5 separate regions of the Mus musculus genome follow, and regions 1, 2, 3 and 4 are each linked to region 5. The links are chromatin contacts, called in public HiChIP or PLAC-seq and promoter capture Hi-C maps. All regions are on one chromosome and are shown on one strand. The core of a region is the stretch at or near the end of the contact, and the rest is flanking DNA. Distances in the headings are between cores, read along the strand shown.

Region 1 (5,502 bases), core at 1,145-3,644, 430 kb after region 5:
ATTCCAGATTAAAAAGCAAACGCATTTCCTCTTGGTATCATTGTCAAATTCAGAACAAGTCAGCCCCCACCCAGTTCCAGAGACAATGATGAAATTTTTCCACTAAACTGTCAGCCATGGGAAACTTGTCCAGCACTGGAAAACAAGTTTAGCCACACTCCAATATCCCTTGTTCCTTTCTTCAGAAAAGTTAAGTGACATGTCACATTTTGGTAGCCCTGAGTCACATCTGGTAGAGAGGTCTCTGTCCTGCAGTAAACATGTTGTGATGAGACAGACAGAGATAAACAGGCAAGTGCTCTGTGAGTCTCCCCGTGCTTGCATAAGCTTGGATCCACACTGCCTGGGCTATATAGAAGTGTGTGTGTGTGTGTGTGTGTGTGTGTGTGTGTGTGTGTAAGGGTCCTCAATTCTCAATTCCTCCTCAGGACGGCTCAGCGGTTAACATATTGTAGTCAAGTGCAGTGCTATCGCTCTATCTGCCCCTGTTCAAAATGAATGTCATCAAAAAAGATGACACAGGAGGGTACAGACAAGGAGCCTTGGGCAGCTTTATAGACACAGAAACTACAGCCCCCTTAGCACAGCCAGCAGAGGGAGGTCGAAAGGTCACCCCCTGTTCCTCTCGGCAGCATTAAAGGGACTTACCATCTCAGTTAAAACAAAAAACATGTCACTTGGGGGAGGGAGTGACACTTCTTGGAGCCTGAGGGAATCACAAGCTTTGTGAAGAAAGCCTAGGTGTTCAACTAGTCCATCATTACACATAAGGTGGGTGGAAAGAGGTCAGGTTTGCAAAACTTCCACAAAAATTTAAAAGTCCCACAAGGAGTGAGTGGGCTCTCTTCCCCAAGGGACAACACACACACACACACACACACACACACACATAAAGCACACATGCACTCACCTGGCTTCCTGACTTTGAGCTGCTCAGACCAAAGAAGGAATGTCATTAGCTTATTCTAGTGAGCTCCTCCGGGGCCCACAGCCATTTGGACAAGGCTTTAACCTAACGGGAGGCCTTTCTGCTCCCCTATCCCAGACCCTGCACCCTTTCCGGAGAAAATTTCCAAGGCATCAATCCCCAAGGCATTTAAGTTCCTTCCGGGAGCTGACATCTCTCTCAGCCCAGTTGTGAGCTGGCCTAAGGAGCCTGAGCTGGCAGTCCCGATGGTAACTCCAGCAAAGGCGCATTATTTATCCTGGCTGCTGCTGTAATTGATACAGAGATGTATTCAATACAGCTCGCCAATAGTCTGGAAGACCTCGGGCTGGAAAATAAACAGCTCCATGTGAACGGTCCTTTCCAATTCTGGTTCTAGCTGCCGGCTCAGCATGTGTGCAACTTGAACCGAGGCCCCAATCAGCCCAGGCTCTGCCCTGCCACCTGTCAGTTCTCCACCCTGGGGGTTGGTTCAGGAGGCAGAGAGGGATCTCCAAGCACTAGCTTAACCTCTGGCTCCACCTAACGGCAAGACATCTACACCCCCCTTTCATAGATGGACAAACTGAGCTTCGTTCAGGAAGATGCTCAAAAAAAAAAAAAAAAAAAAAAATCCGCACTCGGAGGAGGCTAATTGGCATAGGAAGGTAACGGTCACCTATTTAGCTTCCCAAGCTACAATCTTCTTCTCTAGCCTTCCTACAGAAGGGAGAGTACTGTGAACTTTCTAAGTTAGCATCTTAGATCTCGCCAGCCCTTTGTCTGCAAAATAGGGTTTCACACACGTTCTTCAAACAATCTCAGATGAGTGAGTCATTAGAACGTTTGCTGAATAATGAAGAACACAGAGGACTGAGATGGAGCTGATAGACAGGAACAAATGGTGCCTAGCTTCCCCCTCCGAACCTAGCCGAACATCATTCATCCTCTCTGACCTTTGCGAGCTTCCCCATCACTTTTATTCGGTTAAGACACTTCTGCGAGGGGTGGGGGAAGCTACGTGGCGGGCTGGGCTTGCCTGGAGACGGTCTGCGCTCACCTTTAAATCAGGAGGCTTGCTTCGGGGACCCGGGTTGGGTGCCACCGCAGCGCCAGCATCTGAAGTTGGCCCGCCAGCGGAGTTAGCACTCGAGGCCTCCCCATGCCGGAGGTCCGCGCCTGGCAGAAGGCAAGCAGCGTCTTCCATCCCAGCCCCATCCTCCTCGCCCTGCTGTTGCTGCAGCTCGTCCGATTTGCACCTCTTCATGGTGTAAGTGGGTCGGCAAGGGGAATCTGTCCTTCTAGCGTGCTATCTTGGGGAGAGACCGCACCCCCCTCTTGCACTCAAAAGACCTGGGGTTTAAATTATGGACGAGGGGAGTAGGCAGATCACGAGTTCTTGAATTTAAGAAATTATCTTTTTAAAGGAGGATGAGGGAGGGGCGAAGAGGGGGAGCCTTAGGATAGTTCATTCCGACCTGGGGAGCGGAGGCAGGTCGCGGGCGAAGCCGGGCTGCAGCGGTCCTTAGGCAGTCACTGGCGCGGGAGGGGGGCCGCTCCCGACCCCCAAACTTTCTGCCTCAGGGCCCCGCAGGGCGGCGGGGAGCTGGACCACACCGCGCATCCCCGCCCGCAGGCCGGACTGCTGGGCCAGGCAGGGCACGCGGGAGCCGGCCGGGCGGGTCCCATAGGGCCGCCCTGGGCACCCGGCCCCGCCGCCGCCCGCCGCCCGCCGCCGCCCCGCATGGGCCTGCCTCCTCCCGCCCCGCGCCCCGCTCCTCGTCAGCAGCCGCGCAAGGCTGCGGCCACAGCCCGCCGCGAGCGCGGCCTACCCCGCCCGGGCCTCCGCCCGCCAGCGCCAGGGCGAGGCGAGCGCAGATGGCGCCGCCCGCCAATGGGAAGGCCGGAGGGCTGCGCAACGGCGCGCGGACACCGCTGTAGGCTTGGTTGCACCGCGCGTCCCCCGGGAGGGTCTGGAGGGCTGAGGCTGTGTTGGAGCTCAGCTCTGTGCCGGCTTTGGAGCCACCTCTCCCAGGCTAGGCCTTCACGATCACCCCGCCCATTCGCTTTGTTGGGGGACACATTAAGTGTTTATCATCACTCCCCTAACTCTGCACCTTATATTATATGCATCCCTTCAGTTAGAGACAAGCTAGTCCCTTCTAGAATAGGTGGTTTGGGTCGCAAACCCATGCCTACCTTCATAGCTACAAAAGCAAAGGAGAGGGACTGTTCTGCTACATCCCCTCTTTCTCTGTTTTAAATACACATCTCATAAGAACGCAGGCTTTATGTTTAGAAACTCAGTGCCCAAATACATGCTCACCAGAAGCAGCTTTTTAAAAGGAATGGGTATTAATGGTAGGTATTAATGATATGTACTGAAGACTGGAAAAAGAATGTTACATTTGCCCCATACTATTGCTAAGCAGTTTGGAAGATGAGAGCAGATGGAGCTACCAAAAAATGGAGAGTAGTAGTATTCTACTCTATTAATTCCTATTCGTTCTGCAAACTGTATGCCTTCTTTGGCATGGATGGGTTGCCCTTATTCAGCATCCAGTAGTTCTTAAGGCATAGACTGGACCCTGCATCATCACCATCGTAGTCATCATCATCATCACCACCACCAGGGAACCAGACAGAAATACGAATTCCTGGATACAACTAAATCAGAAGTCATGGACCCAAAGATCCATGTTTCACAAGCCCGTCGGGTAATTCTCACACAAGGTAACATCTGAGAAACACAGGCCTGGGCTACTGTAAAAGGCTGCGCCTCCCCCTGTGAGTCACAGAGCTTTCTCTGAAGGATTTTACAGTTTGCCAGTCTCTTTCACACTCACCAAACCCTTCTTGCCTCACTTCGGTCCCACTAGTCTGTGAGTTTCCTAACTCTGTTAAGCCTTTCCCCCATTCCAGTCCCTTATTTTGATGTGTATCCTAAAAGAGACCAAGTTGTTAAGAATTTACTCTATTCAGGGAGCCACTTTCTAAACTAAGCTGCTCTGTTTTTAGAAGATGGGAATTTAGAATGGGCTGGGAATGCAAAAACACTCTACCTCCCCACCCCATATCCACTACACGGTATCAGGCACAGTTTGGGAATGCAAAGCTATAAGCCTTTTGGATTTTCAATGTTGAGGAATGGCAGAGTGCCAGAGCCAGAGCAGATCGTGGGCAGGGACTAGACAAGCTGGGGGGGGGGCGTGGAGAGCAGATTCCCTCGGTACATGGTACAAAGGAGAGAAACACACTGCTCTCTGCCTGGGCTGAGAGAGGAACGTGTAGAGGCCCCTAAAGCATGAGCAAGTCTTGGGTGGCAATGGGTTTGGAACACACAGTGGGCCCTTCTTGACTCCAAGCTAAAGAAGAGCAGAAGGGGTTCTTCGAGAATCCTTCAAGAATGGGGCTGGAGATATGGCTCAGCAGTTAAGAGCACTGGGCTCTCCTCCAGAGGTCCTGGGTTCGAAATAGCAGTGCCCAAATAGCAGCTAACAACTTCCGTCCCAGGGAACCTAACATTTTCTCTGACCACTTCTTCCAGGCTGCCTGAGCATTAAACATCAGGCACACACGTGGTGCATAGTCATACATGTGGGCAAAGCACTTGTACATATGAAAATACAGTAAATAAATTCATAACAGAAAATTAAATAACCCCTAGGAAGCAGAAAACATCATAATTTTTACTTATGCTTCATTTCTATAACAAATCGATGATCATCCAAGTTTGATTTTGAGGCAGTGCTTCACTATGAATAGCTCAGGGTAGCCTCTAAATTGTAATCTCCCTGAATCAGCCTCTGAGGGTTGAAATTAGAAGCATCTGGCTTAGGTTTGATTTTTAAAATAGTATTATGTATTTATTATGTCTGTGTTAGCCAGGGTTCTCAAGAGTCATAGAACTTGTGGAATGTTCTTAAGGGAATGTAGTGGAATGACTTACAGTCTACAATCCAACTAACCCAACAATGGTCAGCGGTGAATAGGAAGTCCAAGAATCTGGTAGTTGCTCAGTCCCAGGAGGATGGTTGCTTCAGCTTGTCTTCTGTATAAGCTGGAATCCTGAAGAAGTAGGCTCCAGCAGATGTGCTGGCAAGTAAGTGCAAGCAGATGATGAAGAGTGAGTCTTCTGTCTTCCAACCTTATGGAGCCTTCAGGAGGAGGAATGGTGTGCCACCACGCCTGGATTTGGAATTTGCTCTGTCTCAGGCTGGCCTTGAACTCAGAGACCTGCTTTCCTCAGTCTTCTGGGATTAAAGGCTTGTACCACATTGCATGAACCTAAGCTTTTCATGGCCACTATGCCTCAAGATCTGAATCAAAGGTGTGTGTCATCCCATGTTGAGATCTGGGTCAGAAATTTTTGTCTTCCAGCCTCAAGATCTGGATCACAGGTGTGCCCTCCAGCTCTGGGTTATAGTTCATTCCGGATGTAGTTAAGTTGACAGCCAGGAATAGCCATAACAATGTCCAAGGTGTGAAATACATCAACAGGAAGTCTTTGGTGTGTTTCATAAAAATCCTCTTTGTTTTCCTTCTTTTCAGGGTGAGCTACTGGGACTTGAACCCAG
Region 2 (5,181 bases), core at 609-3,108, 350 kb after region 5:
ACCCCTGGTACTGGAGTTATGGCTCTTTGTGGGTCATCTTGTGGGTGCCGGGGATGAAATCCTGGTCCTTTGGAAGATCAGTCAGTGCCCTTACCTGCTGAGCCATCTCTCAGTTCTCTCCATGGTTCTGATGGCTCACTCCTCTGCCTGCAGGTCTGTTTGTTTGCCTCCTGTGTCCATCCATCCATCTGGTCTGTATGAATCCACTGTGCACCTTTATCTGTTCAGCAGTGCCCTGGGTATTGGGGGTGTTTAGGAATAGTGATAAATGTCTAGATTGAGTCTTAAAGGAAACCTTGGGCTCCTCTGAAAAAAAGTCTTCATCTTATGAGGAAATGTTGATACAGCTAGCTAACAGACATGGGTCTTCTAGTAAGCTTTAAAAGCCCTATCTTTAGAAAGCAACCCCAAACTATCCTCCTCTCATCTTGGCTAGGGGCTCCCTCCTCTTTTCATGTCAGTCAGGTCTAGAACCCAGGTCTCCCATCCCTGAGCCTGCTCCTCTGACACATGCTTTTCATTGTCCTACTCTGCCTGGACAGACCCCAGGAACTGACAGACAGGGCGCACAGAGAGCAGACTGGTTGAGCCTTTTCTATTTTCACAGACTACTCAGAGTGGAGAGGCAAGCTGGCAGAAGATAGGGCACTAAACTAGCTATACAGTTTCCATGGACCGTCCGAACTTAGAGAAGGCTGATTCCCGGTGGATGGTCTCTGGCTACAGAGAGCTCCAAGACAAGGAGATACCAGTTATTCCCTCTGAAAAGATTCAAAGGGCAAACAGAAGTAGGAAAATGGGCAGAGAGTAGTTTTTTTTTTAATTTGATAATTGAGGACGTAGTCCTCTTTGATCCTCTGCCAAGTCCTAAAGATACAGCTAGAGATGAGGTCCTGCAGATGAGGGAGGGATGCCTGCCCGGAATAGCTAGAATTAGGGAAGTCCTCTTGTCCTGTACTCTTTCCCTATAGGCCAGTATCTGAATTCCAGGCTTTCTTGCCAGCTGTGTGGCAGAAGTAAACTCACTTTCTACATCGGAAAGGGGGGTCTGGACATAGCCTTCCAGGCCCCTTAAATGCAGCCAAATCTTATGCCCAACCTCCTGCTCTTTTGAAAAAAAAAAAAAATCCACTGGGAGGAAACCCTGGGACCAAGACACTCCTTACAGATTTAGGAGCTCGTGGATGTAAGTCCTTGGAATGTGATGTGCTTTTTTCACAATTTATGGAGATCCACAAGGCCACCACATCTTGAGGGAATCCACGCAACCCTACAAAGTAAGGATTTCCCAGGCCTGTTGGATTCCAGAATCCAATTAAGGTTGGTGGAATCCAAGCAGAGTGAACATGGAGTCAGGACAGCTCTCTACCAGTGCTTAGCTGGCGTCAGTCTCCAACCCATTCCATCTCCCTATTCACTTTCTCCTTTATGGACCTCAAGAAGTTATCAAAAGGCTTTTCAGATTTTGAGCTTGGAAGAAACAATTTACTGCATGTGGAGAAATACTTCGGGACTTTCTAGTGCCCTTAGATTGTCCCTTGCCAACCGAGAACACAGCACAATAGCACAAGGTTGGCGTCATTCAGAGACTAAAGCAATTCAGAGAGCCTTCAATCCTAAAGACTGGCACTTCGGTATTAATTCGGCTCTGCCTCCATTCTCGCATTCCTGGGCCTCGGGTCCAAGTGGGCGGGGCCCCATTCACACCTTTCCGCGCCTAGCCAAGGGGAGGAACGGGGCAGGAGAGGGTGAACCAATGCGAGAGGTTTTGGTCACGAGCCGCCGGCAAGTCGGCCAATGGGACGCAGGGGCGTGGTCAGGACATTCCCCCTCGAAACGTTTTATAGCAATTCGGAACGCGGGGCTTTCTAGCGTGCTCGGGTGCGGCTGTGACCTCTGAGCCCGCGGCTCAGCGCGCGCTGCTACTGCTGCCCGACCCACTCCACCTCGCGGTCCCCGCACCATGGAGTCGGTGGCCTTACTCCAGCGCCCGAGCCAGGCTCCCTCGGCCTCCGCCCTGGCCTCGGAGAGCGCCCGGCCGCTGGCGGACGGGCTCATCAAGTCGCCTAAACCTCTGATGAAGAAGCAGGCGGTGAAGCGGCACCATCACAAACACAACCTGCGGCACCGCTACGAGTTCCTGGAGACGCTGGGCAAGGGCACCTACGGGAAGGTGAAGAAGGCACGAGAGAGCTCGGGGCGTCTGGTGAGTGTCCCTCGCGGCTCCCGGCTCTCGGGAGCTCACAGCGCGTCCCTTGCGGTGTCCTCGGCTGCGTTGCCAGGCGCGCGCATTTTAGATGTGTCTGTCCGTGGTTTTCAGGACAGTGCTCATCTGTCCTGAACCTTAGCTTCACTAGATGCCTGTAGTTTGAGAAGACGGAGCTTAACTTGAATTTTGACGGGAACAAACGTCAACAGAGTAGAATGGAAGGAGGAAGTTGAAAGCACCAGTTCTTAGTAGATGGATGAGGTGTGGAGATCTTTAACTCTGACTTGACACTTTGGGGCCTTTCCAGCCGAAATGAAGCTAAGTTTGGTTGGGATAGGTTTTTATTCTGGGAAATGTAAAAGCAGGCCCAAATGTCAGGTCCACTCCCAGCACTCCAGCCACATCTTTGGATGTGAGGCCTTTGGGGAACTTGCCCTTTTGATTTACGCATGTGTAATCGTAATAATAATCCGTAACTCTGAGCAAGTTCCTCCATCTCTGTTTTCTGTTTCCCCTTCTGCAAAAATAGAGAGAACACAGCCTGTCTCACAAGCTGCTTGGAAAAAATAAGATATAAATGTGAATGCACTTGAGCCCTGATCACAGATCCTGTGTTGAGAATGAATACTCCTATCTGGAAACCTCCCCTTGGAAGGACAGCAAATTTACCAAAAGTTACACAACAATGTTTCTTCCACTCTAGTTCAGTGGGCCTGAGTATTAGCTGGCTACTTGTTTAAAATGTGCAGTCTCTCATTTTCCACCAAGGGAACTATTTTATAAAAGGTCTATAATTCACATTTTCGCAAGGCTCAGAGCAGGTGGTTTAGGGAGAACATTTGGCAGGTCCAGTGGATGCTGTTTGTAAGGGGGTGTGTATGTACAGCCATCATTTGCCCTATTGACTATGGGAATGGTCCCCTCCCCTAATTGTTTGCTTTTGCAGCCAGTAGCTGGTTTGAAATTCAAGAAGTCATTTCATTGGTGAAGGAGAGTGGATGTTGGAGAAAGGAGTGGATTATAACCCCATCAATAGGAGCAAGTATGTTTTTCCTGCTAAGGCCTGGCACAGTCCCCAGTTGCCCGCTGCCAGGTTACAGTTATTGGGCAATCGTGTACTTCCGGGCTTTCTTTTCTTTCTCTTTCTATAAAGTGCCAGGGCCTCAGAGGCTTAAGCCTTGAGACTTCAGGGCCCAGGCTTTGTCTGGGGGCTTAGCTAGGAAATAGTGGCTAATAGTGGCTTGTGTGCTATGTCGCTTGTTGTAGGAAGAGTGGATTGAGGGAGCTAGAGTGTCTGAGAAACTGAGATCAAAGTTCAGAGTTCACATCAGCTCTTGATTGACACACACACAGAGAAAGAGAGACAGAGAAAGACAGAGAGAGAGAGACAGAGAGAGATCACATTTGATTTTGAAGTGAAGTAAATCAATGACTCTTGCATCAGAACAGAGAAAATCAAAAGGAGCTCTCAGGTTCCCATGTCTTGCTGCATGCAAGGAGCCAAGATCAGCAAATGTGGAGATCCTGCTCTGAAACTCCCCAGCAGGACCACCCAGGATTGCTGTTAAGAGTTTGCTTAGCCCCCCCCCCCCCCTTTCTTGGAAAGCAGCTCTCCGCTGTGCTAATGATTTCTCAATCCTGGAGCAGTGCCCTCATCTCCACCCACCCACCCCTACATCTTAACTGCTTTCCCTAAAGAGACCTATACTTCTGATACTTCAGTGGGGGAGAAGGACATGGCGCTGCTTAGGCCTTGCCCTGAGGAGCTGGGGCTGTTGGTGGTTCCCAGGAAAGCCTCCTGCTGCCAGGAATTTCTCACCACATTTGCAGCTTGCTTCCCATTCTCCTTATAGAGATAGTTAAGCAGGGTCCCATGGGATTATCTGAAGGGAGGGACAGGTGTGTGTGTGGGGGGGGGGGGGGACACACGGACTAATGGCTGCTCCAGGAGGGCATCAGAGGAAAAACAAATATTTGCTCTGGATCTCAGACACATTCCTGGTATCGAAATGACATTTCCTCCTGTGAGTCTCCTAGCTCCCCTGACCAACCCCTAAAGAGAAAAACACATGCCCGGGTCTCACCGAAGCCATTGGTCTGATCTGCATGGATGACTCAGTCACCACTAAGGGGGCCAGAAGGGCACCCATGTGGGTAGTTCTGTGGGGTCACATTGCTTCTGTTCCTTTTACATTTCCAATTGCTCAGTGGGCTACAGAAGATTGAGAAACGACGGAGACAAGCTGCTTCCTTCATTGGCAGATGAGGGAACTGAGGCCCAGAGAGGGGAAGTGACTTGTCTTCTGGCTGGGCAATGGCAGACCTGCAGCAAAACCTCCAGACTTGTCCACCATAAGCTTTGGATGACCAAGTGCTGAGTCTTGGTCTGGAAGTTAATTTTGAGATGAGCCCGGGCTTGCCTCTGAGTGCTTTGTCATCCCATCGGCTAGCTCCAGCTGCCCTCCCAGCACTGCAGGCAATGTTTAGAGTGGGAGACGGCACTGGGAACCCCCATTCTTTGCTGAAGGATCCTGGGTGCAGGAACGATACTATATTCCTGCAAAGTGTCCAATTGTGCTTCCTATTGCTTGCCGGATGCGTTACCTCTCTAGAGTCCCCTCTGTGTAAAATGCAGATTATAATGTAGTGGGTTTCCCTAGGATTAAATAAAATAATATCTGTAAAATCCTAGCAGTGTCTCAGACACATGTGGCTTATTGTCCCAGTAAGGGTGACTTTGACCTAGGGAACTCTCTTACCCTGGTCCTCTCCTGCCTCAATAAGAAGCATGGACTGGGCTCAGTCTTCTTGAGTTGAATCACTATGGTCTCTGCTTTGTTCAAAGCCCTCATCTCTCATTCAGCCAACTTCAGAGAAGGACTCCGGTTGGCCAGCCGCCAAAGGCTTGTTGGGCAAGATGCTGCCCTCCCAGCTCCTCCTGCACCTGCCTGCTCAGCAGCAGGGAGGGAGGC
Region 3 (5,405 bases), core at 2,202-4,701, 340 kb after region 5:
CACCAGGGTTCAAGACCTAAGCTCGACTGTGATCAGGCTGTCTGTGCATAGCCCATTGCCCCACATGTGTATGCTGTATGTGGTGTGTGTGTGTGTGATGTGCTTGTGTGTGTTTGTATGCTGTATGTGTGGTGTGTATGTGTGTGTATGGTGTGTGTGTGTGTGTGGCATAATATGCATGTAGAAAACCTGTGAGAGTTGGTTCTCTCCTTCCATTGTGTGGATTTCTGAGATTGAACTCAAGTTATCAGGTAAGTAAGTGCCTTTACTCACTGAGCCATCTCATATCCCAGCCCCCATAAATACTCTTAAAGAGAGAACAGAAACCCATGCCGGGTGCTACGGAAGATCTTTAGAACAATAATGACTTGGGTCTAACATGAGGAAGAACTTCTGAATGGGAGAGTGACTCCACACTAGAACAGGGCAAAGAGGAATCAAAGGACACACCGGACTCCCTCTGGGCCTGGCACTGCTCAAGGCCCAGACCTGATGCAGTCAGCCCAGGCATGAGAACTGCAGGTGACTCAGGGAATCTTAAGTGGTGGTTGCTAGGTTACAAGCTGCTTTAATGTGCCTCAATGTAAAGACTAAAGGAAGTTACCTGGCTGTGAGGAGAGAGCGGTGGGGGAAGGAGAGAGGAAAAGAAATAAGCCAAACTTCCAGAATTAGCGACTGGGCATAGCCCGGAAGCAAACCGACTTTTCCTACTTTTCCAAGGCTGAGTCTCTCCACCCCTGTGGTCTGCACAGAGTAAAGCCTATGGATGCAAGCCCTGAGCTGGAACAGGGCCTGTTCAGGGCTGAATGCTGGCATCTCCCTAGGTGAGACACTCAGCAATTAGTGGGATCCCTTTGGGCTCTGGGCGCCTTCCCTTGCTGCAGTTGGACAAAAGACCAGAGGCCTCAGGAGAACAGAAACATCTCAGCCTCCTTACTAATACATAATTTGTTCATTTGTCATTGGGAGTCTTCAACCCTGAGTCCTTGGAATGAGTTGCCAGCTCTAAGTGAGGCACTCTCCGAGTGTCAGACTCCTCTGTGAGACACAGATGCTCACAGATGCCTGGCAGTGTCCCCACAGTGGAAGATTATGAGAGACTGGAGTTGCAAGGGCTGGGCTCTGGGAACTCTGCCCACCCGCTGGGAGGGGTGGGAGAAGTTACTTGCTTGGTTTTGCTGCTTCAGTGAAGGCTCCTAGCAAGTGAGGCTGAAGACAGATAGATCCCAACAAACCCATTTGAGAAGACTGTGGCTTCCATTCATCCCGCTCACCACTAGCTGGAGCTGAGAAACTGAGTCAGCCCCAGGTCAGGGTCCATCCCATATTCCTTCGGGAAAGACAGCTTCCTAAGAAGGTTGTGAGGGATCCGCCAGAGAAGGCTACTCAGACATGGCTTTGAGCTCAGAGAAAGTCTTCACTAGCCAGCGGGCAAGTCCACTTAGTGTTCAGGACCTGAGCATAGTCCTGAGCCTTTTCCAGGGTGAATTTATAAGCACAAAAAACCATATCCCGAGTTGTCGTGCCTCATATAGCAAGAGCTGGAAGCAGAAGTACAGAAGGTAAAATCCAAGGTTAGTACATTTAGGGACTTCCCCAGAACTATGGACTTTGATGGATTAGGTCTTTGTTCTTGTTTTGGCAGGGTGCTGTCTTCCTGCTGGGTTCCAAGGCCTGAATGGAACTTCTATCATGGCCTCAGTTGTGCTAAGGTCTGGGGCCTATTACAAGAACAGGAATGGTAGGTATTGTCTGTGAAACGTCATTAGTTTAGACTACACTCTTAGAATGTGTGAGTTCTTATTGAACAGGGAGAAGAGAACACAGCCTTCTGTGGTTGATCTAGGTGCTGATTTTGCAAATACAAGAATCTAAGCTTTAAAAATAAGTAGAATTGTTAGGTCAAGAGCGCAAGATATTAAGATCGGCCTGTTTTAAGTTAGGGCTGCTATTTCTCCCAGAATTCACAGTCTCAGTGTGAGTGTTGGGAAGAATGTCCCAGGCCCTGGTTCTGTGTTAGAAGGTAAGGTGATAAGCATCACACTTGATAAACAGTCCCTACATCACCTCACTCAGCCTTCACAAACCTTACAACCACGGAACATTACAAAGAAATAAAGGGGAAAAAATCTGATGAAGAGTCATACACTTTTAATCCCAGCATTTAGGAGGCAAAGGCAGGTGGATTTCTGTGAGAGACCCTTCCTCAATAAATGGGAAGCTGGGGGGTGGGGTGGGGAGGAGAATTGGAGGCTATAGCAGGGAGATTGTGAGTTCCAGGCATACTGAGGAAAACAAAGAGGGGGTGAAGGGAGGGAGAGAGAGAGAGAGAGAGAGAGAGAGAGCTATTGATTCTTTCAACAATGATACTCCAGGAGTGAGCTCCATTCCCAGCCCCTTGTACAACGTGGCTGAAATGACAAGGCTTCAGACATGGGCTGTCAGGGGCTGGGGATCATAGAGTCCTCCTACCAGATATCAAAAGGTGACGTGGGAGCCCTGTAATGAAAATATACTCTGTTTATGGCATTGTCCTATAGCTTGGTGGGATTTTAATACTGGGAAAAACCGGATAAAGAATACTCCTTTCTTACAACCACATGTGACTCTATAGTTTATCACAAATAAAAGTTTAGTGCCTAGCGTGTGCACATCTCTGAGATCCATCCCCAACAGTGAGAGGAAATGCATACCAACATATAAGCACGTGAGTATGTGTATGTGTGTGTGTGTGTGCGCGCACACACACACACACACACACACACACTCACTCACAGACTCAGAGTAGAAACTGAAGCTAAGTTTTCCAGAGCAAACATTTGAACAGCAGTCTGTCAGGTTCCCGAGCTTGAGCCTTTCTGAATGGAAGGAAGCCAGAGAGGAGGACCCCGTGGGCTTGGGGAGACACTGCTAGGTGGTCCGGTATATCATGGGTACTTGAATTACTGGGTACTACAGTTCTGAAGGGTCTGTTGCTGGGTGGTTTGAGAGACCATCCACCCAGTCCTGCAGTTGCTGCTAAGGGCCGGGATTTGTTAATCAGGTTTGCACACTACAGATGCACAAGGGTTTGGAAGGTGAGGTCCTCCCAGCTTGTCTATTGGTGTGTTCAGCTGTGGTTTCCCTGTCTGTGACTTTATTTGAGGCTTTGTGGACGTCTCCACTTAGGAGGGAAAGAAGATTCTGTGTGAATTACATGCACACGAGTGAGAATTGTTAGATCGGCAGATCCCTGCCACATCTGTGCCTCCTAACTGGCTTCTGAGGTTAGACCATGTGAGCATACCTCCCCCCAAACAAAGCCAGCCTGTCACGAACTGGGTCTGTGTACTGTAGACAAACCGGGTAATTGGCCTCTCCGCCTCCTCACCCAAAACAAACACTCGCAAACGCCCGCCCCCACGCTGGCAGGATCTGCCTGTCATCTGGGCACCCGGCTCCTGCTCCGGCTGTCTCCGACCCTGTAGACACTGCAGGCCCTGCCCTCGCTCGCCCTGGTCGCCCGGGGCTGACGCACAGGCCACAGCCTCCGCCTCGGGGCGCGTGGGCTCCTGCCCAGGTGTGGAAGCTGCGGGGAGGCGGTGCGGGGAACCCGCGTCCTCCGGCCGGAGCTCGGCTTCTGGCGACCGCTCTCCTGCGCGGGTGACGGCGGCGTGCGGGCTGGGAAGGGCAGGGAGCGCTGTCCTCCGCTCCGCGGCTGCCAGGCGGACCGTGAAAGCTTCGCGCGGCTGTAGGCGCCGCCCGGGAGCTAGTGCTGGGCGAGCGCGGCGCCCACGCGCGGTGGGGTGGGCTCCGAGCTCCGGGGGACCGGGCGGGGGCGGGGCGCATCCTGCAAAGTTGACCAAGGGTGAGCTACCGCCGGCGCCCTGCTGCCCTAGATTCGCCAGGTTCTTTCCGCGGAGCCAGGCGTGGACGTCGCTGCCCCGCTGACACCCAAGGGACCCGGAGAAGCCAGCGGGCGTCGGCAGGGAGCCCGTGCAGCGCGAGATGGAGGCTGAGAGAGGGGACGCGCCGACCGGCGCCGTGTAGCCCGCGGGCCCCGGGGCTGGACCTTGCCCGGACGCTGTGGGGGCGCTCGAGCAGGGCCCTCCCCCGGGCTGCCATGGAAGTGCCCAATGTCAAGGACTTTCAGTGGAAGCGCCTTGCTCCACTGCCTAGCCGCCGGGTCTATTGCTCACTGCTGGAGACTGGGGGGCAGGTCTATGCCATCGGGGGATGTGATGACAATGGCGTCCCTATGGACTGCTTCGAGGTCTACTCCCCCGAGGCCGACCAGTGGACCTCCCTGCCCTCCCTGCCCACAGCCCGGGCCGGGGTAGCGATCACTGCCCTAGGAAAGCGGATTATGGTGATCGGGGGTGTGGGCACCAATCAACTGCCTGTGAAGGTCGTGGAAATGTACAACATCGATGAGGGCAAGTGGAAGAAGAGAAGCGTCTTGCGCGAGGCTGCCATGGGCATTTCTGTCACAGCCAAAGGCAAGTGGGGCCAGGGTTGAGGGTGGGCATTAGGGAAGAAAGTAAAGGGTCACGGGGGACACGGGTGTAAGGCAACATGATTTGGGTGGCCAATACACATTCCCTATAACATTCGAGCCTTACATTAAGCACTAAAACTAGAGACCCACTGCCCTTACTTTACAGATTGGAAAGGGACACTGAGCAGGTGAAATGTCTAGGAATTCCATCTGATGCCAGGAGTCAGCTCCAGCAAGCTGGGCAGGCCACTGCAGAGGGAGAGCCAAGGTGTGAGCCACGGGGTTATCTGCAATGACTCTGCAGACCCTGGCATTCAGCCGAATGACCACATTTGCCCTTGGCCGCCTGTCCCCTCCCCCAAACCTACCTGTGTAGGTCCCTGAGGATGCTCACCCCATCCTTCTACCATTACCAGGCCCCCAAGGAGGCTTTGAGACCTGATCCCAGGATCTTCGTTTACTTCTGACTGCAGTTTCAGACTTACTGAGTGGGGGTCAGAATGTCCCAAAAGCTTGTTTCATGTTGCATTATTATCCAGGTTCTCTTGCTTGCATGTGGTTTTAAAATTCTCACTTTCTCAAAGCCTTCATTTCACTCTTCTTGGGCCTAATACAGTCTGTGATGTCGAGGGGATCCAACTGCAGTTTTGCTAAACACACAAAGTTTTGTGAGAATGGGAGTTAAGAGACCCCAAGTTCATATACAGTTGCCTCCACACCGTAGGCTCGGTGGGGTGACCTTTCGCTTTCCCATCCGTCCCTGTCTCTTTTACTATTATACCCCAGCTGACTGGCTAACACACGGCCAGATCAGAAAACAGCTTTTCTTAAGCATCTGGTTTGCCCCTGGAACAGTCTTAGACCCTGGGAAGGAAGGAAAAGGGTAGAAAATTTGGGCTCTGAGCATGATTGTGGAGAAGCTGGGGCC
Region 4 (5,610 bases), core at 2,475-4,974, 390 kb after region 5:
AATATTGTATTTTAATATCTAATATAAATGATACTTATAACTTATTTTAATTTTCTTTAAAGTATTTTAAAGATAAATACATATTAATAAATTAAAATCTACACAAATATAAAACAAGTAAATAAGTTATAGACATATAATTTGAATATAGTTGTTTTGCCTTCATGTATGTCTGAGCACCAATTGCGTGCCTTTGCCTAAGAGGGCGGTGAATGCCCTGGAAATGGAATCAGTACAGTTCTGAACCACTGGGTTCTGGGAACTGAGCCTACGACCTCTGGAAGATCAGCCAGTGCTCTTAGCCACTGAGCCATCCTTCCAGCCCTTGAGAGTAATTTTTACGTGAGATTCTCTGTGTTAAGGGTCTGTCTGAACGGAATCTTCTGCTATGATGGCATGCTGGCAGCCACAGCAGCTGCTGAGTGCCCGACAGGCCACTAGTGCACACGTAATTTATTTCATTTTGACTGCTTTCAATTTAGATAGCCCAGCCTTGAGAAGGCCCAAGAAATGGAGGTGATGAAGTTGAGTTGGAGGCCAAGCTTCCCTCTGACACTCTGCTCATCTGCCCTCCTGCCGGATCCCCAAGTCCTTCTCTAAGCATATGCGGACAAGAGAGATCCCCGTCCGATGACTCCACGTGTGCCATGGTGGGGACACTGCCAGATGAGAGGGTCCAGGCAAGCAGATCTTCTTGTGGAAAACTTGGTGACAGTACCCTTTCTGAGTCAGTTTCCTTATCTGTACAGTGTAGACGTGGGCCAGAAGCTGTAGAGAGTCTCCGTGTTCTTCAGGCTTAGGCGGGTCATTGGGTACAGCCAGGTGTATTTTGGTACCTGGACTAAGGGGACAAGTGGGATGACTAAGAGATCTTCCCAGATGGAAGGCCTGGCATGGGTGCATGTGGAAGTATTCATGGAGGAGACTTCAGCCGCCCATCAGTGCTCTGCCCCGCCCCTCAGCGGTTGGTAAGGAACATGCTCATTGGCCTCATTCTGCCTCTGTCTTCAGGGTACATTTGGGTTTCTGTGTCTGCCATCTCTTACTCAGATGTTTTGCACTGCTTTGATGAACAGATGGACAAACGGTTCCCTTGGAGACTGATCTTTCATCTCTGGCATGGGACACACGCTTAGTGGCTTAAGGAGCCAGCCTTGGGAAGAAATAGTGAAACTCATAGACGCCTGTCTTCACTTTCTGCCTCTTTAAAGATTTTTGTTTGCTTGCTTGCTTGTTTAAGAGCTGAAGATGGCTCATGTGTTAAACGCATCGCATCTGATGCTCTTACATAAAACCCAGGTTCAGTTCCCAGCACCCAGCAAGTGGCTCACAACCACCTGTGATCCCAGTTCTGGGGGGAATCTAGTGCCCCTTCTGGCCTCCTCAGGAACTGCACACAGGAGGTGCATGTACAGACATGGTCGGGGAACATACTCATACTGATAAAATAAAAATAATTCTTTTTAAAAAGTGGTTTTCAATCATCATTATTAAGGAATTATCAGCAGAGCAGACAGACAGCCCACAGAATGGGAGACCATCTTTATCAGCCATACTTCAGACAGGGACTGACAGAATGTACGAAGAACTGCAGAAATTAAATACCAAGGAAATTAAACTGCCAATCAACAAATAGGCTAATTAAATGAGCAGACAGTTTTCAAGAGAAGAAACACAAAGAGCCAATAACTGTTTTTAAATGTGTTCAACATCTCTTATCGTCGGTGAAATGCAAATTAAAATTACTTTGAGATTGCTCCTCATCCCTGTCAGAATGCTGTCACCAAGAAATTTGATGAACATGTAAGAGGATGTGAGGAAAAAGGAGCCACTGACTCAAATCCAGCCTCTGGCTCCTCCCAGCCTGGGCTTTCCAGCAGTGAGGACCTGCCTGATGGTCCCAGACAACCCCATACCCCGGCATCCCAAATAAGCAGGATCCTGATCATGGGTCTCCCATGGGCTTTCCTCTCTCTGTGGTGGGATTCTTCCACACAGCACCTTATCCTATCTTGTCTGAGCCTCCAGGGCCTGATAACTCATTAGCTGTATCTGTGTCTCCCTCTCAAGTTCTCCAATTAAGATGAGAACTTAGAATCCCAGAGAAGTGATGTAATGATGTGTGTGTGGACACTGGGATATGTGCTTGTATAAGAGCAGTTTTGTATACATGCAGGTGATGGTGTGTGTGTGTCTGTGCAAAGGCTAGAAGGAGCATCAGATCCCCTGAAACTAGAATTACAGATAGCTGTGAGCTGCCACATGGGTCCTGGGAATCGATGGGTTCTCTGAAGAGTAACCAGCCTTCATAACCACTGTACTGACTCTGCAGCCCCTCAGCCTGCTTTCTTATATAACCCAGAACCATCAGCCCAGGCATAACTCTGCCCAGGAGCAACGCTACTGTCCATATCAATCACTAGTCAAGACGATGCCCACAGACGTGCTCACAGGCCAATCTGATGGAGGCAATTGCCTCCTCAATGAAAGTCTCCTCTTGTTTGATAACTCCAGCTTGTGTCAAGTTGACAAAACTAACCAGTACATGGTACATGCTTGGATGTTTGTGCTGGCGTTCTTGTGTGTGTGAAAGTGCCTATTTGCCTATGTATGTGTAACTACATGCATATGTGTACCTGTGCATACATGGCACATAGTTGTGTTCATATGTGTTTATACATTTGTGTATGTACGTATTATGTAAGTGCATGTTTCTGTGTCTGCACATGTGTGTGGACACATGTGAATGTATGTGTGTGCTTGCATGCACCATTGTGTGCCTGTATGCGTGTGTGCACATGTGTGCATGTGTTTGCATTTTCATAGATGTACATGTGTATCTATGCATATGCTTGTATGTATGTCTTCTTATGTCTATATGTGCACGTGTACACATTCTTTTGTGTGTGGTTGTGTCTCTGTGTTCATGCATACCCAGGTACGCAAAACCAGATTTCCGAGATTGAAATGAACCTAAGGCTAGGTTTAAGGTCATTTGCCTTATTGGGGGAAACCCTAAGAGCCACAGTGGGAAAAGTGGAAAAAAATCAGGACCACCCGTTAGCACCTTTCTCTTCAGCTGTGTCTCTCAGGACTGAGAAGGTGAGGGGGAAGATAGGTCAAAGTCGGCTGGTTGCAGCAGGTCTGTGATGGGAACTTCTTTCTGGAATGAATTCAATTAGTTATCCATCTCAAAGGAAGTTAAACTTTCTCTTCCTGCCTCCATCTTCTGAGTGTATGATAAATAGTCAGAGGACCACCTCCAAGTATAGCTCAAGACCTTTCCTGACACAGCTAGTGGCTTCTCAGCTGGGGGATTGATGTGAGGAAGTGGCCTTTCTGTAGCCAAGACAGGGTCTGGCCACCGCATTTACTGGCCTTTGGCTTCTATCCAGTGAGTTGAAATTCCCATAAGGGTAAGGAAAGAGGCAACCACGAAGCTTCAGATGAGATGCTTAACGGGGTACAGAGCCAGGATCCCCAAAGGCAGACTGGGGAAGAGCCTTGGGGTACTTTTGGAACAAGAGTCAACTTGATAAGTCCTTCCTGTAGGCAGGGATGTGGCAGAAGTGACCTTTTCAGCAGTGATGGGCCCAGGCCACTTCATCCAGACGGTCACTCGGCGAACTATGTCAGGGCTGGGTTGTCAGCGTGGGAGTGCTCTCCTGGAGGCTCTGTGTATAAGAGGGAGTGCTGCTGTCCCCACCCAGACTGCCCTTCTGGCTGCTTGGGTGACTCAGGACTTACCAACACGTCTGGATATGCTGTGCAAGCCCCACCTCCTCTCCTCCCTTGACACCATCCCAGCAGGTCTTGGGGCCCATGGCCTCTTCCCATGTTCATCTGAGAGTTGTCAATAAGCTTTCAAGCCACTTCACTCTGGCTGCTTCCTTGTCTAGCCCTGGTGGCAAATCAGAGTCCCTGTTGGAGTCCTAGATGGGTAGGAAATCTCCTGGAAATAGCTCCCGAGGGGGTCATTTTGGGGCACTGTGGGACCACACCCACTCCTGACACCTCTGTGCCTTGCCAAATCCTACTCGATGGGCAATGTAGACATCATTTCCTCTCAAGTGTAGGGGCTGACAGTCTTGACTCAAATCCACACACCTTGACTTTGGAACTCACTCTCTTTCCTAGACACCACACCTGCTAGAGGAGGGAGGGCCCCGCACAGATACATTTGCAGGGCTTTGATGTCGGCTCAGGACAGGTGGGTCTCATCTTCTAGGAAGCCAAGCTTCTGCTGATTAGACTGAGGGGAGAGACTTAGACAAATCAGCAGGCTCTTAGTCTGGAGGAAAAGGCTCCTGGGTCTTCAGGTCAGAGGTGTTGCCAGTGTCACCCTGTGTGTCTTTACAGAGTCCACCTCAGTTCCTCCAAGGAGTTCTGGACCTGCCACCCGGCGTTAGTGTTGAGGTGGAGTGGTCATTCTTTGGGTTATTTCTCTACGTTCCAGGGAGTGTGCCATCAAGTTTAGGCATGCGATGTCTCACATGTCTCCTGTTACCACACCTGTGTACCAGAGACACCATTCTTACTGGCCGATGTGAGACAACAGCTGGGTGCGACAGGTCTAAGGCTAGTGGCAGTGTTGACTTTGAGCCCAGATCCGGGATTGACTGCAGGGCCTGCCTCTGCAGGAGAGGTTAGCCTGCCTGAAAGATCTGGTTATAGCTCCCCTTCCTCTTCCCGTGGTCCCAGTGTCTCCTCCCTGCCCTCACTCGGCAGCACAGACAAATCAGCTGTACCCCACACTAGGCCTGGGCTGCCTTTTGGGTTTGCAGAGCTTGCACTTGCTGCAGCTTTGTGACCCAAGAGGTTATCGAGTGGGCTGGCTCTGCAGCTACCTGCCCAGGAGAGAGAAGGCACCAAGTCTTTTTATCTGCCCCCACCCAAAGAGACCCAGGTAGTGGGTGTCTACCAGTCTGACTAAGCTCTCTAGTACCCTGGGGGTGAGACCTGCACTTGTGGGATAGATGCTCTGGGAAGGGCCTGCCTCTAGGTCTTGTAGTCTGAAGGAGGCAGACTACGAGTGGTAACCCTGACTCAATGTCTCACTCTCTGGACCTCAGGGAAGAGAAAGAAGTGGGGGATAACTCACCCTTCTTAAAAAAAAAAGAGGGAACACAAACAGACACAAACAGGGGAGCCTCCCTGAGCCCCAGGATGGCAGGGTTCTGTTAGGTGTCCCATTGTCTCCTGGCTGAGGGAAGTAAGCCAGTGCTTTCTTTGACAAAGATGCAGCTTGGGGGCCTGCACCTCCCTTAGGCTGTTTGCTTTGCAGCCTCAGAACTGACCAAGAATGACCTCTGCTTCCTCCCTGCTCCCTTTCGGTGTGGGCCGCAGCTGGCAGTGGCATTCAGAGCCAATTCTGGGAAGGCATCTGACCTTGGAAGGAATGTAGGAAATGTCTAGCCAGGAGCAGCCACCCCCTACCTGTGGCCCAAGAATGTGGGCTCTGGGCCACCTGTGGCCCCCAAGAGAGGTGCACATAGACACGTGGTTGGAAAAGAAAGGGGGTACAAGATCCAAGACTGGAATAGCTGGAAGGCTGTCTGGCAACACTCCTACGTAACAGAGGGCAAACTCTTGTGGTGGCAGCACTGTGCC
Region 5 (5,339 bases), core at 1,389-3,888:
ATGTCCTTCCTGGCTTCTCAGCCTTCTCAGCAAACCCTACCACTCTCAGCTAGGTATCTCATCTTCCTAGAAAGGAGGCTGCTCGCTCTGAGCCCAAGGATAATGGGGAGAAGATGGGGAGGGGGTGGGGCAGAAGCTGCTAATGCATTTTGCCAGCATCTTTGGTTTCTCCAATATCCAGCCAGACTATTAGCAGTTCCCCAAGGATGGCCTTCCTCCTCACATCATCCCCCATTTCCTATAAATGGGAAGTGGCTAGGGAGTAGGGTTTTAGTATGTGTGTGCACATGTGAGCAATGGGGGAGGGAGAAGACAGGAAGGAAAGGGGTCATGATGGTTTTCCTATAGCTGACTTAGTGGAGAATTGAGAAGTTATTCACACAGGCCCGCCCCAGCGTGGTGGGGAGGAACACAGGTGTGATGAATTCCTCTGAGCTCTGAAGTTACAATCACAGCTAGATGACAGACTCCTCGTTTCTGCAGGAGACTGTGACTGGGGACTTGGGAGAAAGGAATTAAACTGAGAAATTACCTTGGTTTCTGTAAGGTCCGGATTGTCCTAAGCATTTAGAAACAGTTCCTGGCATACTGGTTAACTAGTATCTGCAGAAGGGGAAGGGATTTTAGAACAGGCCCCAGCAGTAAATGCTTGGGAAGAAAGTACCTTTTGTTGTTCAGATGGCAGGTTTCTAGGGGATGGTCTTGGATCTCTGGAGTCCTTCCCCCCTCTTCACTGTGTCTTGTCACCCAGTAGAATACATACAGTCCTCTAGCAAGGAACAAGAAAAGGACAACCAAGAGGACACTCAGTCCTCTGAGGTGGGACAACACTCTTGCTCCCACTGCTCTCACAAGCCTGGAAAATACCACTGTCCACTCTCTAGGCTCTGTAATTTTCCACCTGACCTGGCATTCCCCATGACTCCTGCCCCTTTTTCCTGGGGCAAAGGGGACACTGGCTCCCTCGGAGTCACCAGAACTCCACCCTGGGCTCTCTACTGGTTACAGATAAGTATGTTAAAAATGTTGGAAAGCCAAGATCCCAGTTAGGATGAATGTTCTTGTGCTCCCAAGGAGGCTATGCCCAGAAGGTTTTCACATTTAATGTAATGACTCGGAATGCAGACTCTTAACATTTTGTTCTCTGTTTCCCCCTGTACATATGCTCTCTTCCCCACTAGCCCATTTCTTGCTTTCCCTTTGACGTCTCTCTTTTTCTTCTATCCTTATCCTCCTACCTGGGGGTGCCTTTGGGGGGACAGCTGACTAGCTGCCTCGAACAGAACCCAGAAGATGGGAAGGACTTGCCCCCACGGTGCACAAGGGTTAACACTGGGTTAACACTGCAATCCAGGCCGGGGCGTTGGTGGGACACGCCTTTAATCCCAGCACTGGGGAGGCAGAGGCAGGCGGATTTCTGAGTTCGAGGCCAGCCTGGTCTACGAGTGAGTTCCAGGACAGCCAGGGCTATACAGAGAAACCCTGTCTCGAAAAAACCAAAACAAAAAAACAAAAACAAACAAACAAAACACTGCAATCCAGCACCATAGTGGCCAGTTCCCATCTAAGGCCATCCAGGTCCTCCATGTCAAAAGCATTTCCTGGGATTCTGTAGTGCAGATGGTCCCAGGACCCTATGGATACCCGATCCACCCCAGGGTCTCAAGACAGCATGCTGTAGTATTTGTACATAAACTTGCACATATCTTCTTGTGGACTTCTTCTCACTGAGACATCACACACATTTGATACGATGTAAATGCTCATATATGTAAGCTCTGGCTATATGTATCTTGCTCAGAGAATAAGAACAAAGGGGAAAATGTCTGTTTATATTCATACCGAGATGATGAAAACAACCCTTAGCCCAATATATAATATTCATCAACAACACATTTCCCTCTGATATTTTTATGATTACTTAGTCTCGTGCACCAAAAATATCTGCAGAAATGTCTAGCCTGTGGTATTGAGGTCAACAAGTCGCCTAAGTGAATGTCTCTCCACCTTAGACAATTCCATGGATGAAAGAGACACAATAAAGTCCCCACCCCCACCCCGGGATCAGCCTACGATTGCAACGCTCCCACCTGCACCCGCTTCCTGCCAGTCCAGGCATTTTGGAAACTTTGACTGGGAACATTTTGGTGGCAATTTATCACCTCTCCTTCCTTATACGCAACCACAAGTAAAAGAAGAAAAAAGAAGTGGGAGTTTTGTCTTTGAGTTGCAGAAAGAGGCACTGAGTTAGCTTTCTGAGAGCAAGGAAAAGTAGCTCTCAGAATGTGGCCGATCCTTTGAAGGCGTGGTCCAGTGCGGGTGGGTCGCAGTTGTGCCTGGACAGCAGGATGTCCAGAATGGCACGCGCGGGCAATGGTCGAGGAGCAGAGGGGAGGTACCCCGTGGAGCTGGGTAGTTTTTACCTAAATGTTTTGGTGGCAAGCGGCAGAGGGGGCGGTGCACGGCCCTAGGTAATGACAGGGCAGTCTAGGAGCCACGCGGGGGCTGCCCGTCCGGTCGCGACCAGAAAGGAGACTGCTTTTCCACCTCCCGCTTTCTTCCCTTGGGGACCGGCCCCACCCCTCCATCCCCTCCCAGCACCCCCCCACCTCCGACCCGCCTTGCCCCGCCCCCCTCCTGGCAGCCCCAGCGCGCATGCTCTCTCCCCCCACTGAGTAACCTGGAGATTTAAAAGGCGCCCGCTGGCGCGCGTTGGTGAAGCAGGGGTCCGAGCTCGCACGCGCCAGCCCCAGGTGACAGCCGCACGCCGGGCCAGGTAGGGGAGGGGCTGGTCCCGGCGGGAAAGGTGCGCGCGGGTGGCCGTGCTCGGCGGTGGCTTTCAGCACCCCGCGGGATGGGGCCGCTCCGTGGCGTCCCGGCCCTGCGCGAGCGGAGGCTCGCGGGGAGGGCGCGGCCCCTGGTGACCGGGTGCCTAGGGCGGGCGCCCGCTCGCGTCCGCGCTGAGTGCGCTTCCTCCCGGAGCGCTGTGCTGTGGTGCCCGCTGTCCCGGGCCGCGCGCGGAGGGCGGGATCGGAGCCGCGGAGTCCCGGGCCAGGCCGACGGAAGGCCGGCCGCCCCTGCTGCAGCCTCCCGCCGCAGAGTTTTCTTTGGAAAGTTGCGTTTATTTCTTCCCTTGTCTGGGCTGCGCCCGAAAGGGGCAGATGAGTCACCGCGGCGCGCACGGTCCACACTTAGGGAAGCCCTGGGAGGTCCTTCAACCGGGAGCCTTGGTCGGAGACAGAAGGGGACCCAGCTCTCTTGACCCTAGAATTGGAGCAAGGCTTTGGTGGAGTTGAGGCTGGGATAATGAGTGTAAGTGTACGTGTGCGATCCTGCGCCTTCCTTCTCTGCCTCCGTTACCCACCTGCGGAGAGTAAAAGCAGCTCCGGCTGTGGCTGCTGTGTCCCGAGGCTCAGGTGGGGATGGGGAGTACTCTACAGAGCGAGAAAGCGCTCGGCGGGCGGCAGCACGCCCGGTGGAGAAACTCCAGGAGCTTTGCAGGCTCAGCTCTTCCTTAGTCTCCGCTTCCTGACAGGGAACCCTGTGACTGCTCTGTCCCTTGCCCTCCGACTCAGCCCCCTCCTTCATGACACACACTTGACTCGTCCAAGGCCACGGAGAACTCGGTGCTTCCTCTTTCCCTAGGAGTATGAATTGTAGGTAGGAAGAGTTTGGCCCGGTGGGTATCTGGTGAGAACTTGATGCTCAGCTGTGACAGACCCAATCCTAGCTGGCTAGGTTGAATTTTGAATAGCCCAGCTAGGGCTTTGCAGACGGGCACGGAGTAGATGCAGCTTAGAATGACTGGCTGGGCTTCTGGAAGCTTTTCTCAGGAGGGTGAAACTGTTAAGGTTTCTAGCCTCTGTTTCCTACGCGTGAAGCACAATCCCTTTCCCAGAGTGTGAAGCCTCGGTGTGGGCCCACGTGCCTAAGGCATGGGGAACAGGTTGACATATGGAGCTGGGAAGAGAAGGGCCCAGGAGCTAGATGCTGGACAGAAAGCTGAGGAACCACACAGAACACTGTGTCCCAGGGAGTAAGTGGGACAGGATCTGAACCCTCTGGCCTTTCTGTTGGACCCAGTTCATCCTCTCATTCCTCCCTTATCTCCCGCCTGCCCCAGCTCCAGGGCTGGCCTGGAAGCAAGACTGTACTAAAACCAAAAGTGCCCAGAAAAGTTTGACTCACTGGCTGAGTCTAAAGATAATAGTACAGCTGTGGACATGCAGGCCCCAGTTAGGGTCTTTGCCAAGAGAAGCTTTCCTTATGCACTTTTGGAGTGGAGAGTGAAATCCCCACCCCCACCCCCGACCCCCCAATCCCTCTAACTCACTGAGTAACCCTAAAGGAACAGGAGGAGGAACTGGGCAAGGTCCTTGGGTAGTACATTATGCCCTGCATGCTGCTGGTTTTGGAAAAGATGTGTACTGGTCCCAAGCTAGAACTGGGCCTAGGCAGAGCCCTGGAGAGAGAAAGGCAGAAAGGTAGAGAAGAACGGTCCAAGGTCAAGGAAGTAAGACTGATTTCTGGTGGTAACCTCTGGACCGAAACCTTGCAGCACTTCAGGGATGAGAATACAGGCTGCCCCAAAGCTGGCTTTTCTGCTGCCGGTTCTGCTCCGCAAGTCTCTTTAACTTTTCAACCTTGTTGCAAAGTGGGGACCAGGATGATGACAATGATCGTACCCTCGGCACAGCTTTGTGATTGAAGTTAATGATGGCAAATACAACCAGCACTAACAAACACACACACACAAGTCTAAAATTATAACTTCATTAAATAACACATGTAGAACTCAACTGTGTCTTTAGCCCAGTGTGGTGGCTTACACCTGTAATCTCAGCACACTTGGGAGGCAGAGGCAAGAGGATTAGGAGTTCAAGGCCAGAGTTTTGACTACATAATGAGTTCCAGACCAGCCTGACTTACGTGAGACTCTGTCTAAAACAAACAACACGAAACAAAACAAAATCCCCTCAAAACAAAACCTATTTTGTTTTGTGTGAAATGTAGAAAATGCTCAATGAATGTTGGTTTTAACTATTATATTTATCACCTGTCATCTGGATGGATGGTCTGCAGATGGTTCAATACTCTAGGGGCCCTACTTTCTGGTTTTCTTTCTTCTCTTCTCTTCTTTTCTTTTCTTTTTTTCTTTCTTTCTTTCTTTCTTTTTTTTTTTTTTTTTTTTTTTTTGAGACAGTGTCTATGTAGCTGTCTTGACCTCCCTAGCGCTGGGATTATAGGTGTATGCCACCATGCTCAGCTTGAGCCCTGCTCTTTTCTTTCTTTTTTAAAGAGACTGTTCTAGGCTTACTTCTTTGAAGACAAGGTCTTGT

The links. Promoter capture Hi-C pulls out the DNA fragments that hold promoters and counts their contacts. HiChIP or PLAC-seq counts read pairs in DNA pulled down with a chosen protein or histone mark.
Region 1: a promoter capture Hi-C map of pre-B cells shows a contact between it and region 5, with 3 times the contacts expected there. The contact joins the promoter of Tmcc2 here to the promoter of Slc45a3 in region 5. A contact is called at or near these places in 2 of 39 promoter capture datasets (cranial neural crest and pre-B cells) and 2 of 9 other capture datasets (adipose tissue and macrophages).
Region 2: a promoter capture Hi-C map of liver shows a contact between it and region 5, with 3 times the contacts expected there. The contact joins the promoter of Nuak2 here to the promoter of Slc45a3 in region 5. A contact is called at or near these places in 4 of 39 promoter capture datasets (embryonic stem cells, hippocampal neurons and liver), 1 of 15 datasets of contacts at CTCF or cohesin (large pre-B cells), 2 of 484 Hi-C or Micro-C datasets (B cells and bone marrow-derived macrophages), 5 of 115 datasets of contacts at active chromatin or transcription factors (acute myeloid leukemia, embryonic stem cells, large pre-B cells and 2 more) and 1 of 9 other capture datasets (embryonic stem cells).
Region 3: a promoter capture Hi-C map of liver shows a contact between it and region 5, with 3 times the contacts expected there. The contact joins the promoter of Klhdc8a here to the promoter of Slc45a3 in region 5. A contact is called at or near these places in 6 of 39 promoter capture datasets (cranial neural crest, hippocampal neurons, liver and 2 more), 1 of 15 datasets of contacts at CTCF or cohesin (large pre-B cells), 3 of 484 Hi-C or Micro-C datasets (B cells, bone marrow-derived macrophages and liver), 2 of 115 datasets of contacts at active chromatin or transcription factors (embryonic stem cells and pancreatic cancer cells) and 1 of 9 other capture datasets (embryonic stem cells).
Region 4: a contact with region 5 is called in a FOXA1 HiChIP or PLAC-seq map of pancreatic cancer cells. The contact joins the enhancer-like site here to the promoter of Slc45a3 in region 5. A contact is called at or near these places in 3 of 39 promoter capture datasets (the C10 cell line, embryonic stem cells and pre-B cells), 3 of 484 Hi-C or Micro-C datasets (cerebellum, cortical neurons and large pre-B cells), 2 of 115 datasets of contacts at active chromatin or transcription factors (embryonic stem cells and pancreatic cancer cells) and 1 of 9 other capture datasets (adipose tissue).

Annotation. Positions count from the first base shown.
Region 1 is chr1:132,388,992-132,394,493 of GRCm38.p6, forward strand. It overlaps Tmcc2 (transmembrane and coiled-coil domains 2), which reads right to left and starts at 2,395. Exons shown (of 5, transcript NM_178874.3): 1 at 1,986-2,395. The coding sequence starts at 2,192.
Region 2 is chr1:132,314,267-132,319,447 of GRCm38.p6, forward strand. Nuak2 (NUAK family, SNF1-like kinase, 2) reads left to right here and starts at 1,859. Exons shown (of 7, transcript NM_028778.4): 1 at 1,859-2,206. The coding sequence starts at 1,964.
Region 3 is chr1:132,295,175-132,300,579 of GRCm38.p6, forward strand. It overlaps Klhdc8a (kelch domain containing 8A), which reads left to right and starts at 3,452. Exons shown (of 5, transcript NM_144810.5): 1 at 3,452-4,478. The coding sequence starts at 4,103. It overlaps Gm51645 (a long non-coding RNA gene), which reads left to right. Exons shown (of 4, transcript XR_003947998.1): 4 at 1,646-2,207.
Region 4 is chr1:132,349,892-132,355,501 of GRCm38.p6, forward strand. It overlaps F730311O21Rik (a long non-coding RNA gene), which reads left to right. Exons shown (of 4, transcript XR_878527.2): 4 at 483-1,553. Among named protein-coding and RNA genes, the nearest start is that of F730311O21Rik, 11 kb to the left of the region's middle. Within about 2 kb of position 3,725, at least 60 of the 459 cell types and tissues checked have an H3K27ac peak or open chromatin away from gene starts, as enhancers often do. A contact at or near this core is called in pancreatic cancer cells, where this site is marked.
Region 5 is chr1:131,960,277-131,965,615 of GRCm38.p6, forward strand. It overlaps Slc45a3 (solute carrier family 45, member 3), which reads left to right and starts at 2,639. Exons shown (of 5, transcript NM_001177628.2): 1 at 2,639-2,776.